2 separate regions of the Gossypium arboreum genome follow, and region 1 is linked to region 2. The links are chromatin contacts, called in public Hi-C maps. All regions are on one chromosome and are shown on one strand. Each heading gives the region's core, a stretch centred on a gene start, on an enhancer-like site or on the middle of the called end of the contact. The rest is flanking DNA. Distances are from core to core; before and after follow the strand shown. Region 1 holds the start of LOC108461793. Region 2 holds the start of LOC108463928 (pre-mRNA-splicing factor ATP-dependent RNA helicase DEAH7).

What was found. Hi-C and Micro-C count contacts between places; a contact is called where the count stands out from the background.
Region 1: a Hi-C map of leaf shows a contact between it and region 2, with 2.9 times the contacts expected there. The contact joins the promoter of LOC108461793 here to the promoter of LOC108463928 in region 2. A contact is called at or near these places in 2 of 5 Hi-C or Micro-C datasets (both in leaf).

The regions. Positions count from the first base shown.
Region 1 is chr13:105,198,100-105,204,117 of ASM2569848v2, reverse strand. It overlaps LOC108461793, which reads right to left and starts at 3,739. Exons shown (of 6, transcript XM_017761725.2): 1 at 3,412-3,739; 2 at 3,261-3,324; 3 at 2,359-2,551; 4 at 1,901-1,974. The coding sequence starts at 3,604.
Region 2 is chr13:104,827,492-104,833,456 of ASM2569848v2, reverse strand. LOC108463928 (pre-mRNA-splicing factor ATP-dependent RNA helicase DEAH7) reads right to left here and starts at 4,379. Exons shown (of 15, transcript XM_053023759.1): 1 at 4,044-4,379; 2 at 3,299-3,527; 3 at 2,402-2,481; 4 at 2,060-2,282; 5 at 1,576-1,749; 6 at 1,306-1,448; 7 at 978-1,072; 8 at 653-761; 9 at 1-33. The coding sequence starts at 2,207.

The DNA.
Region 1 (6,018 bases), core at 2,490-4,989, 370 kb before region 2:
AGCGCATATATATATTAACAAGGCTTCATGTAAAATATGATGAAGCCACCAGACAGACTAATAATAATGAACATAAAACCCAAATGAGAGCCATGTAGAATTGAATCACTTGTTTGTTCCGTGGTTTCACTCAAACCAAGTGAATGATATATAACTTCCCATTTTCTAAGACATTCAAGCACTTTCAATCATGGTCTGGCAACTATAATGATCACTTAAGTACATTTTGTATATTCTCATAAACAGAAGGAATAATGCTCAAACAAACTCTAAATTTTAGTCAAAAATAACAATATGCACTCAATCTTTTACTGCGTGAAATTAAGATTTCATTGCAATTATTATATCTTAGAACTACATTCATAAAGTCCAATTGCTCAAATTCTTAGAATAATATTCTTTCAAATATTTGTCATAAATCATCCAATTTAACAAAAGATTGAATAGTTTATGGCATCAAGGTTCTAATTATAATAAAATTGAAGTTCATATTCTTAATCCCAAGCAATAAAAGATCGACGACTTATCTTCAGTTTCAATGAAGTTCAAAGGGTATTATTCCTGTATAGTCTGGAATTGGCACATACAAGAGACATAAAAAGAGTATAATTTATTCAAATCATTGTTTATTAATAGCAAATCAATAATTAAGACTAATGTTAGGCAAATAATCCTCCAGTGCCCCTGAAACATCAATGTGGTTATGAATACACAATGCTGTTAATAAGTGTTCTGATGAATTATAATTTGGCGGTGCAGATTTTGCCACATTTACTGATGAAACTCTTTTTTTTCAAACAAAATAGGTTCTACACCTTTTTCATTTTGAGTTAAAATTTGAAACTTTAGAAAAAAAAAATTATAATAAAGCAACATGGAAAAGAATGGAATTACAGTCACCAAATAATAGAAATACATGGATATTACAATTCTCTACACGTGGAGTACAAGATAACAAGGTTATGTATTAGATGATTAGTTATATTTGTCCTGTATCTATCCCTTTAACCATGAAAAGTTAATAGTTCAGAGTTTACGATATAGAAGCATCATAATTTGACCTTGCAAGCATTTCCAACTATACACTAAAATGGAAACTTCTTATTTTGCCTTATTAAGGCATCAACAAGCAGTGAAGCCAAACAAACAATAAGGTAACAATAGACATCTATTAATATTTTATAAAGTTAGTTCTGTAGGAGCAGAACATCACTTCTAGATTTAAAGGATGCTAATAGTAATTATACCCATATTGTAAGTTGTAACTAGTGGTCAAGAAAGAAGAAAAGGAAACTGACAAAATATCACAAGAAACAAATACTTTTGGAGAGTTCCTTTTTAGAGATATTGAGCAAGTAACTTTGTTGCACATTGTTGTTCATATACACCTAAAGTTTTCAAGACATAAAGGCGCAGGGGTGCTCAATGGATGTAGAATTTTTGATAGCTTTGAGATGAGACAAAAACAAATACTAAAATGGTACCATGATTTGACAAAATTACTAATACGCTTATTACTTGTATTGGTTGGTTTGGCTATTTATTTATTTATTACTTCTGAGGGAAATAGCAGAATAAACTTCCCAATGAAAACAATACATATTATCATGAGAAACAAAGTGAATTATCCTTCTTGGATCAGAAGCCAAGGCCGAGGGATGGAGAGGACGAAAGTACCAAAATTGCTTCAAAAACAAAACTAAAGGAGCAAGGTCTGTTTGTCTATTTTTTCTCCATTTTGAAAATTCGAGGAAATTTATCTATATGCAAAAAGAAAATGCAGTACAATATTCAGCAGCATCAATATCCAATAAATCCACATTTTTCATATAATTAGATATGTGTGTGTGTGTGTGCCTGTGAGAGAGAGAGAGAGAGAAACTTGAGCACTAATGTGTACCTAACGGCAGTATTTTCAGGAAGCACTTCATCCATTCTACTATGGCAAATGGGGAAGAGCTTGACTAGTTCTTTCTGCATGAGTTAGAAATTTATTAGAAATTACATGTAACACAGGTAACTTTACAAGCATAATAATCAAACATATGTTCTATCAAGAAGACCAATAAAGGTAACTACACAGTAAATCTCAAATGACAAGACAAGTCAAATGACCTTGAATTGCTGAATAATAGTCTGTAATGGCTATTATTATTGAGTTAAGCAGCATGCTGGTTCAAAAACATAGAACTATAAGTTTAACTTTTACACCAACAACTAGGCATTCTGAATCTTAAGGTTAAAATTTCAAACGTAGTGTAAACTCTGGGTAGGTTATCCTTGCAGTAATTAAAATTTACTATCTCTTTGAACCTTTTATGATAAAGAAGACAATGTTGAAAAGAAAACAAGAAGAACCTCTTTCTGAGTGACAGTTTCATCCAGTAAGGAAGAAGTATTCTCTAAAGCCTCTGTTTGAATGTCAATTCCATAAACACGACCATGACCAGATTCATCAGCAACCATTTTAAGCATTGCTACGGTATCATAACCATTCCCACATGTGGCATCTATGACAATATCCCCTTTATGCAGGACATGCCTCCAAACCCTGGCCAGTAATGGAAATAACATTATTTAAAAGAAATATGTATACGAAGTTGAGCACCATTGCTGAGAAGTATATGGAAATTTACCATGCAAGATTTCATGATATATAAAAAAAATTAGCATCCTTGGTATAAACAACAAAGACCAAAACTTAATTGTTAAGGAAATAGCACAAGAGGGCTTGTATCAGAAACAGGCTTCTCAGGTCCAAGCAAAATTAGATCATGCAGTTCAAAATCAGTGCAAACTTGAAGGGGAAAAATTGGAAGAAAGGATGCTGAAGAACAAAAAGATAGATTTCAGGAAGAACATCAAATTCCTATTGACACCATATAAATTTCTTTTTTTATCAATTTCAACATTTATACCCCACGAGCACTGAATTCCCATTCGCACTTCTTGATATAGTATCACTAAATTCTGGCCATACCTTTATTACTATCATATCTTATTAAACAACGTTCAATATAACATCAAGAACAAGAAGCTGCTTCAGTTTACACAGTTTCCCAGCATGTAAACCACCAACATTTATAACAGAGACATCGAATTTACAATAATGTTCTAGGAAACCTAAAAGGTCCAACAGTCCCGATTAACCACGGACTATATACTAGCAGATAGAGTACAGTTTTAAACATTACATTAAAAAATTAAAAGAAATCAGAGAGATAGAGAAAGAAAACAAAAAAGGGAAGTTAAGTACCTACAAATGAGCCACTTCTGTTGCTTTCTTCTTCCCAAAAATATAACCAACCAACTCATCCTCTAACCCTGAAATTGTATCACGAAAGATAAGTCCTTTTATTTAAATTTCACATCCAAAAAGCAGCGAATATCAACAATAGTAATAGTAAATACCAGAAAGTGGAGAGCTGTTTGAGGTGCCTCCATTGGTATGAAGAAGGGAATTGGTAGAGCAACAAAGAGTCTTACAGGGTTTTCTGACTGATGAGGAGAAGGAAGAGAAACTGAATAATAATGATTTGGTTTGAACAAGGATTGTGTTTGATAACATTGGGTTAAAGCGTGAGCTAAACCTCAAAGCTGACATTGTTACTTCTGTGAGCCTCAGACTTGTTTTTGTTTCAGTTCAGTAGTCGGGGGAGGCCGTGGAGAAAGGGAAGGATAATAACTACAAAATGGATCAGTCTAGGGGTAATATCCGTAAGATCTTTAGAACCCAGCTGATGGTGAAATTGAGTAAACCATCAGTTTTTTTTTTTACCCATCCGATTTAATTAAATAAATCATTTAAAAATTATAAAAATAAAAAAATTTAATATAATTATCAATGTAATTGATTCACAAAATCAATCTATTTAATCTCTTATTCTAAACCAACGTTCGATCCTATTCTCAAAACAGTGAAAATACCAATAATTCAAGTATAAATATATATATATTGACATCAGTGATTGTTTGAACTCCATAAAATAAATTTAAGTAATTGCATCTTTCATAATTAAAAAATAATTGTTTAGAAATGTTTAATGTAATTATATCATAATTTTTCTTTTTAAATAATACCCGCATAATTTTAAACTTTAAAATTAATATTAATTATTATAAAAAATTTACCAATAATATTCTTTAAGCCAGTAACAAAACTTAAAACTAAATAATTGTGTGTAATATATTAGTCCAAAAAGCTATTGAACAATAGTCAATTGAATTTTGAAATTGGTATGAACATTGCTCTCAATACACGAGCACGTGATTTTGAGTGAGCTGAAGCGTATTATCCTACTATTTATAGGTTGAAAGAGGTTTATGGGTCGATTGAGTTTTATCTCAATTGGCACTGATATTATTGTCAATACAAGAAGATGTAGGTTTGAGTGCGCTGAAGCGCATTATCTCTCTATTTATAGATTAAAATGCGTTATGAGTAGTATAAAATATTGTGTCAAAAAGAGCAGATTAAATCAAAACTTATAATTGTGTAAGTCAAAATGTATAAAAACTCATCTCTCGTCAATAAAAATTTCAAATTGTTTAAATAAGATTAATAAAATAACATATAAATATATTTTAAAAATAAAACACATATTCTAAAATTAAAATTAAAGTATTATTATTGTATAAAAATAACTTATTAAATTTAGATAATTTACTAAATGCACCATTAATATCACGAATTAACTAAAACTATACTAGTCTCAAACATTTTCATTAGAAGGAAGCCTAATTACTTACTTGCATGCTTTCTTTAAGTGTTAATAGCAAAATTCACCCCTATACTTTATCAAATTTATAAACGTGATATCTTTACTTTCAAAATATTTTAATGTGATATTTTTACATTAATTTCTATTTATTAATCTGGCACCTCCATCTAACGATGTTAAATTTTGACTTGTCAAGACATGTTACACAATTGTAAGGTGCTACGTGTCATTTTTGTCAAAAAAAATTAATTTCAAAATATGCTAAGGACCTCAACTTAAAAAACCCAAATTCTTTTTTCACAAAAAAAATTAAAAAAATTCTCTCCTCAAGGGATAACCCCCCAAATCTCTCTTCATCCTTCTAGAGTTTGTTACGTCAATTTGTCGCCGCCACTCTTCCGGTCACCTTCTCCGATAGTGGTTCCAGCAGTTTCTTCCTCCCCTGATTTTTTTTGGGCTTTCTACTTCCTGTTCTATTCAAGCGATGGGAGTTTCAATCGATGGAACTTTTTTCTTGAATAGTTTTTTCTCTTCTTTAAAGCATCTTGCTTATGAATCGAAAAAAATATTACAGCTTTTGATGGGGTAAGAGTCGAGGACTTGCATATGGGTCTTGATGGTAACATTAGGGAACATTTTTAATAATAACTCGATGGTGAAAAATAATAATAAGTCATTAATGAAGCAATAAGAGCACTCGGATTGTGAATCTAAAAGAGCCATTATGAATGCCCTAGAATCGTTGAATCAAAAGGGAAACAATGGGTTCATAAGTAGAATTTGATATGATTGATTCCCATAAATCTAAAGGGATGAGTTGAGAAGAGAGAAACAAAGAATAGAAGAGAAGAAGAGAGACCAGAATTTCATTTACTAACAAATTGACTAAGTTCTTCCTGGCTGTTCTCTATGCTAAAAAGCCAAGGAAGACGTTATAGGGAAATTGAAAATCAATTATGGCTGTTACAATGACAGTTGAGACTCAAAACGCACAGTTTTAATTAAACGGCAAACACCCCATAACCTAGTTTCAACGCACCGTTTTGACCTTTAAAATGAAACTAATTGTTTCACTTAATACTAGATTCTAAACGTTGTGTTTAAACAACTGAATTAACAAAAATAAAAGTAGTCTCCCTGGTCGAGTGGTTCATTGTCCTCAAGGATCAAAAGTGGAAAATCGTTATTGTAGCTCATGAAGAACCTCCTAGGTAGCATTATCAAGGAAGGTGTTAGCCCATTCGACCAGCACTTTTGTGACAACCTAATTGCTTCTCTTAACCATGTGTCAATCAAG
Region 2 (5,965 bases), core at 3,130-5,629:
AGCAAGTGACATCTTAGTCCCATCTCTTCGAACCTGTTTAGGAGATGACACAAGTGTTTAGAAACGATTTTATTCAGCAAATAACAACAGATTTAAGAAAGGGAGGAAGGGGAAACGTGTTCAAACTAAGACAACTTAAGCCAGGAAAATACAAGTAGATAGAAGTTTATCATTCTATTTATTTTAACGTCAAAATATGGAGGGCAATAAAATAATAAACAGCCACTCCAGTTTAAATCTCTGCAAAACATTTAACCCTAATCACAGCGGCTTGAGAATTAATTTGAAAAAATGTGGAAAAGAATACCATCTTTGGAAGACTGTTTAAACCTATTATACCTCATCACTTATGTTAAGGCCAGAAATCAATGTCATCACTTCTCTCTTATCACACTATCATTTAGCTATTATTCAGAACTCAAAAGTTGTAAGACATTAGGAAACCTAAGATCATAACAATTTTTAATCAGTATCTTCAAATATAGTCATTAAGGTCTTTATTTATTTTAATGTAATAGCTAAATCATATTTACATACAAACAGCAGCTGTAAAATCAGGCATCCAGCATTTTACCATAGATGACACAACGTGAAACATGACACATATACTGGACATAAAAGATTATTTGATAATACAGCCAGAAAGCAATACCAATCTTTTGGCCAACTCTGCTTCTTTCTTTTGGAATAAAGCTTCATCCCCAAGAAAAAGTGATGAACTATCGGCATCAAACATGGTGTTTCCTTCTTCTCTATCATACCTGCAAAAAGATATACCAGCAAGGAAAGTTGAGACAACGTTTCATCAGACCTCATAAAGCCCAGAATGGATGACAGAATCACCAACAATGACCGGTCAAAAGCCACCCTACAGAATTACTATTAATATTCTCATTTTCATTTTACGGTACAATAAATTTTAATACCCTATGAAGAAAGGGATATCAGGATGTTCAACCTAGGATGAATTAATTTACCATGCACGGTCTGAATTATACTCCATCTCCAAGCGCATACTTTCTGTAATCTCATAATTGTGTTCTTCTGCCAAACTGTTCCTATCCGCTTCATCCTATACAATAAACATAACAAATTATGACCAAATATTAACATTGGCAAACATAAAAGGACTACTATCAAGACGGGAAAAGTGACTATTCCAATAAAAACTCTGAAAAGATCACTACCATTACCCAGTATTAACTAACTGTTCAGTCCTATCCAGAAATATCACTTAAAGAGATATATTTAACAGTGGGGAATAAAGAGGAAGGGAAAAGGAAATAGGAAAACACTTTATGCTACCTCAAATGACTGAGAACTTTCCCTTGAAAAGCTAAGCTGGTGTGATGTCCGACCATATCTAGAGCTTGAAGATTTTACAGATGCCCCAGAGGCTCGTATTGCAACTGGAGAAGGAGACGCATGGTCCCAAGGAGAAGCACTAACTGTACCAAATTTCAGCATGAGGATAAAAGATGTTTGGTCTCTTAATTCAAAATATTGAAATAAAAGAAGACGAGAACAATCAATAAAATCCACAATAAGAAAGGCTTTATATACTGAATAACATACCAGTTGAACGAGGAGTTCGGTCTCCCATCCATGGAGAAACTAATCTAGCATCAGGTGAAGCCCCAAGAAACATTGGAGCTGGAGAAGGTTGATGGCGCCTGCTACTACCAGAGTAACTATCCCAGTTTGGGGTATCTTGCCATTCCCATCTCCCATCATCCCAATCAGATCTGCCTACAAAGGATTAAGATGTCAATTACCATCTTGCCCATTAGCAAAGACGCCAAAAAGATAGCATGAATCTAAAAGAGCACAAACTCTAAGAAGTATGTTGAATTCATAAGCTATCAAGGACTTCCTCAAACCTAAATGTTTTAGTTCCAAGTAATCAAGTTTGAATACATTAATCCATCATCTCCATACCACCCAGCCTCAGAAACATGCACAAACATAATTGTTTCACTTGACAATCCAAATGCAAATGATATTAGTTCAGAGATACAGTACCCAATCATGCATCCATTCAGTTTGAAGTATCACATACCAGGTGTCCTACTTTCATATCTATTCCGGCTTCTTCTATAATCTTCACCATATCGGCCATGGGTGTCTCTTCTATCATCATAATAGTGTCTTTTTCTTGCAATCCTGTGCTCATTTCTAGAATCATCACTGGAACCTCTTCTCTCCATACCATGATCTTCTCTCTCATACCTTAAACTCCTAGAAGAGACAGTACGGGAACTCTGACTAGGTGAAGCTGGAACCTTCAATTGAAAGAATAATCAGATGCATACAAGGTTTGATATGTTTGCAGAATAATATATAGCTATATTTAAAACAAAAAGAATACCAGAATGATATTGACAGCAAGTTATACACTTACATCCGAACTCCTATGTTCTCTTGAGTGAGGAGTACCAAATGTATCATCACTTCCTCCACTGTCTAGCGTAACTCCACTTTCTGCAATATAGCAACAAAAGAAATTTAATTGAATAACAGAAGGAAAACATAAACACAGCAAGAGCATAAAAAAGAAAAGGAAAAAAATGTCCTCCAGACACAAGGGGCATCAGGGCTTGTTAAAACAAGGGATTACTAGTGAAAAAGGTATATACTATCAGAATCACCATGTTTGACCCCTGCCCCCACTAAAAATAAAAAAACAAAAAAATTCCGCCAGACCCCAACCTTTTCTTCCACACTAAAGGCAAATGACGAACACTAAACACAAGGTTAAGAAAGCATGAGTTGAAAATCCATCTCAATTCTTAAATCTTAAATGTCAAAACTGGTCATCAGCATGCAAACGACTTGGCTGTATAACTTCCGCAATAAGTTATGCTGTCATCATACTATGCCTCAAATCAAATATATAGGTTACCCATCCACAGAGAGAAATGCATGTATAGGCATAAATAACATCATCTCATTCTGCCAAATACATTAGACAGTTTGTGGAGAGGAGAGACCAAAAAACAATCATTAATTGTAAGAACAGATTACGCCTGGCCTATATGCTTCTATGCCACCTTAACTAGAAACTATTTCACAGGATTGATTGCCAAATACTCAAGCATGCACTTAAACATCAAGTTTTGAACCAAAAAAATTGGAGCCAAGGGAATAGGAACAATAAATCTTCTCATTATCAGCATATGATGATTTAGTTATGTTGCTGCTTACTATAAAAGTTTTACATTTAAAAAAGAAAAAACGGTTTCTTAATTAAAAACCATTACTAAGCTTATTAAAGACAAAATAAAAATAAAAAGCTTACCAGAATTAGTTGTTTCACTAGCTGTCTTATCACGATAGCGTCTGTTAGTGTGGCTTCGGCTGCCATTTGTAACAGTACTCCTAGTTTCTTCAACTCCAGAAGATTCAAACCCCTCATCCACATCAACAGATGCCGCAATGCAGGTTATTTTTTCTTTTGGAACCTTGAATCCATCATCAACTTTAGGATTTCCTTGCTTCTCTCTAGCACCAACGTCCAAACCTAATAACTTAAAAAAATTCAATCAACAAACAGAAGGCGAATTGGAGGCAGAAATACCTTAAAGAAACATTCAACTGCATGCTGTAATGGTATCCATAGGAAGAAGAAAACGGTAAGGTATTTCAGATAATTTAAAATGTAAAAGTGCCAAGCAAATTTGGGCAACAGAACTAATATGTCATTACTTTTTTTTTTCTCTTTTTTTAGACAAAGAGAGAATTGAATAGAATCATGGGTCATGGTAAGATATCAGAGAAAACAGAGCGGTGAAAGTACTCTCAAGAACAAAACCATCAGAACAGACCGTACACGGAGGAGCAATTATTACTATGAAAGCTGAATAAGAGCACAAAAAACACTACTTTAAAGAAAAATTGCTATCCAAAGTCACAGAAAACATAGCTAAGTAGAAGAAAACCAAAAGAATCAGGTCATCTAAAAATTTCACCCCCAAACCCTAAATTGATACTTGTACATGAACAAGATTTTGAAAGTGAAGCGGCAAGACTACTAGCAAACTTACTCATAGTTAATCTATACAATAAGGTTGAGATGAATGATATATCCTTCGTTTCCCGAACTCAGCAATTTGGGATGCAGTACCCAACACGATCCGACAGGGATTCCAACACGGGATACGGGTCAGATCCGGAAAAAAACAGCGGACACGGCGGTGTGGAAGAACTGAGATGAGAAGAGAAGAAAAGGAACAAAAAAAAAATTGATTTGCCGAGACGAGAGGGAGACGGACGATGGTAGGATGAAGATGATGATAGAAGAAGGGAAAAGACTTCAAATAATTGAAAAAAAGAACTTCCCGTGTAATGAATGCAGTACCCTATATTTGTATTTGGTTTAAATATGTGAGAGGTGCCTATACTCTTTTGAAATTTAAAAGGACGTCTCTACATTTTAGTTTTGAGATATTAAATTTTTATTTTTTAATTTAAAAACTTTATTTCTTCATCTAATTTTGCGGTTAAATTATTAACGTAGCAATTAAAAATGGCAAAATAATTTTGTAGTCTTCAAAGTTTATAATTTTTATTAATTTGGTTTTATAATTTTTACTAATTTAGTCCTTATTTTTTAAAAGTATATAAATATTATAAAAAATTTAAAGTTTAAAAAATTAAAATCTTTTAAAATTCATTTTAAAATTTTATATCATGAAGAATATAAAATTTTCAAAATTTAGAAAAATATATATTATTTACTCTTTAAATGATAATTAGAAATGTTCACTAGTAGTAGAACCCACCTAGCCCAAAATAGGGTTAGGGTTAGATTTATATTTTTTAACCTTAGGCTAGCCCAACTCAACTTGTTTTACCATTTAAAATAATAAAAATGTAAACAAGTTATATTGATATTATTTTTAATAATTAAATTTAAATATAATTTTTTTATTGTTTTTAAACAATGAAATGAGTGATTCAAGTAAAGCGAGCTTGAAGTTGGAAAAGTTTTTGAAATTAGGCATTGGCATAACCTGGTCTGGCTTGGCCCACTAATATTTTTAATGGTAATAAAACTTTTGCAAAGTTTGAGCTATTCAATCAATTCTTATTCGATCACGGCGAGGGGCAAGGCAAAATAGAAAAACTCACATTGTGTTTAAGCATATTCAGGCTTGAACTGATACTTCCAACACGTCAAGGTGACACTCTACCGCTGAGTTATGTCCCTTTCCCACCCTCAGCAAGAAATAGAACTGACTAATCCTAAGCCAAAGGATCAGGAAACTCAACAATGCTACTACTATTGAACAACTTGGCACAACTGGGGTATCCTAGATGTAATACCTCCTACCAGTATTCATTGCTGAAATAGGGTATGAGGCATTGGCGGAGTTTACGAATTAATTTTTTTACTCAATATAGCCCCTTTATAGATATTTAACCTTCCCTGCAATATTAAACCGAGACTAATCCACATCAACCAATCCAATTCAACATATTTTCAAGATAGATTCATGCATTTTTATAAGATAACCTCATCACATACCAAAACCAAGATTTGTTAGCCATACCAATAGCTGACCTTACATTCATATCACATTAACATTTACTTTATTAGCTTATACATGCCATTGATTTCCAAAATCAAGTTTCTTGATATACCAAAATCTTGAAGTTGATAGTGTGATGTATCTCCGACCAAGTCCGACCTCCGAGCTCTTAACACTACAAAACAGGGAAAAAGGAAATAGGGTAAGCACTTTGTGCTTAATAAGCTCATGTAACAAGAATTATACTTATCTAATATTTTCAATACAGTGAAATAAACATTCATATATCCATTCAATGCATTATTACCCTAACATGCACAAACTCAACATTCAAGTTAGTACAATGATTTCCATGTGTCAATAATATATATACCATGATTGATGAGCTCATCAATACCATGATTTCCATTCCCTTATTATTTTTCCATATTTAT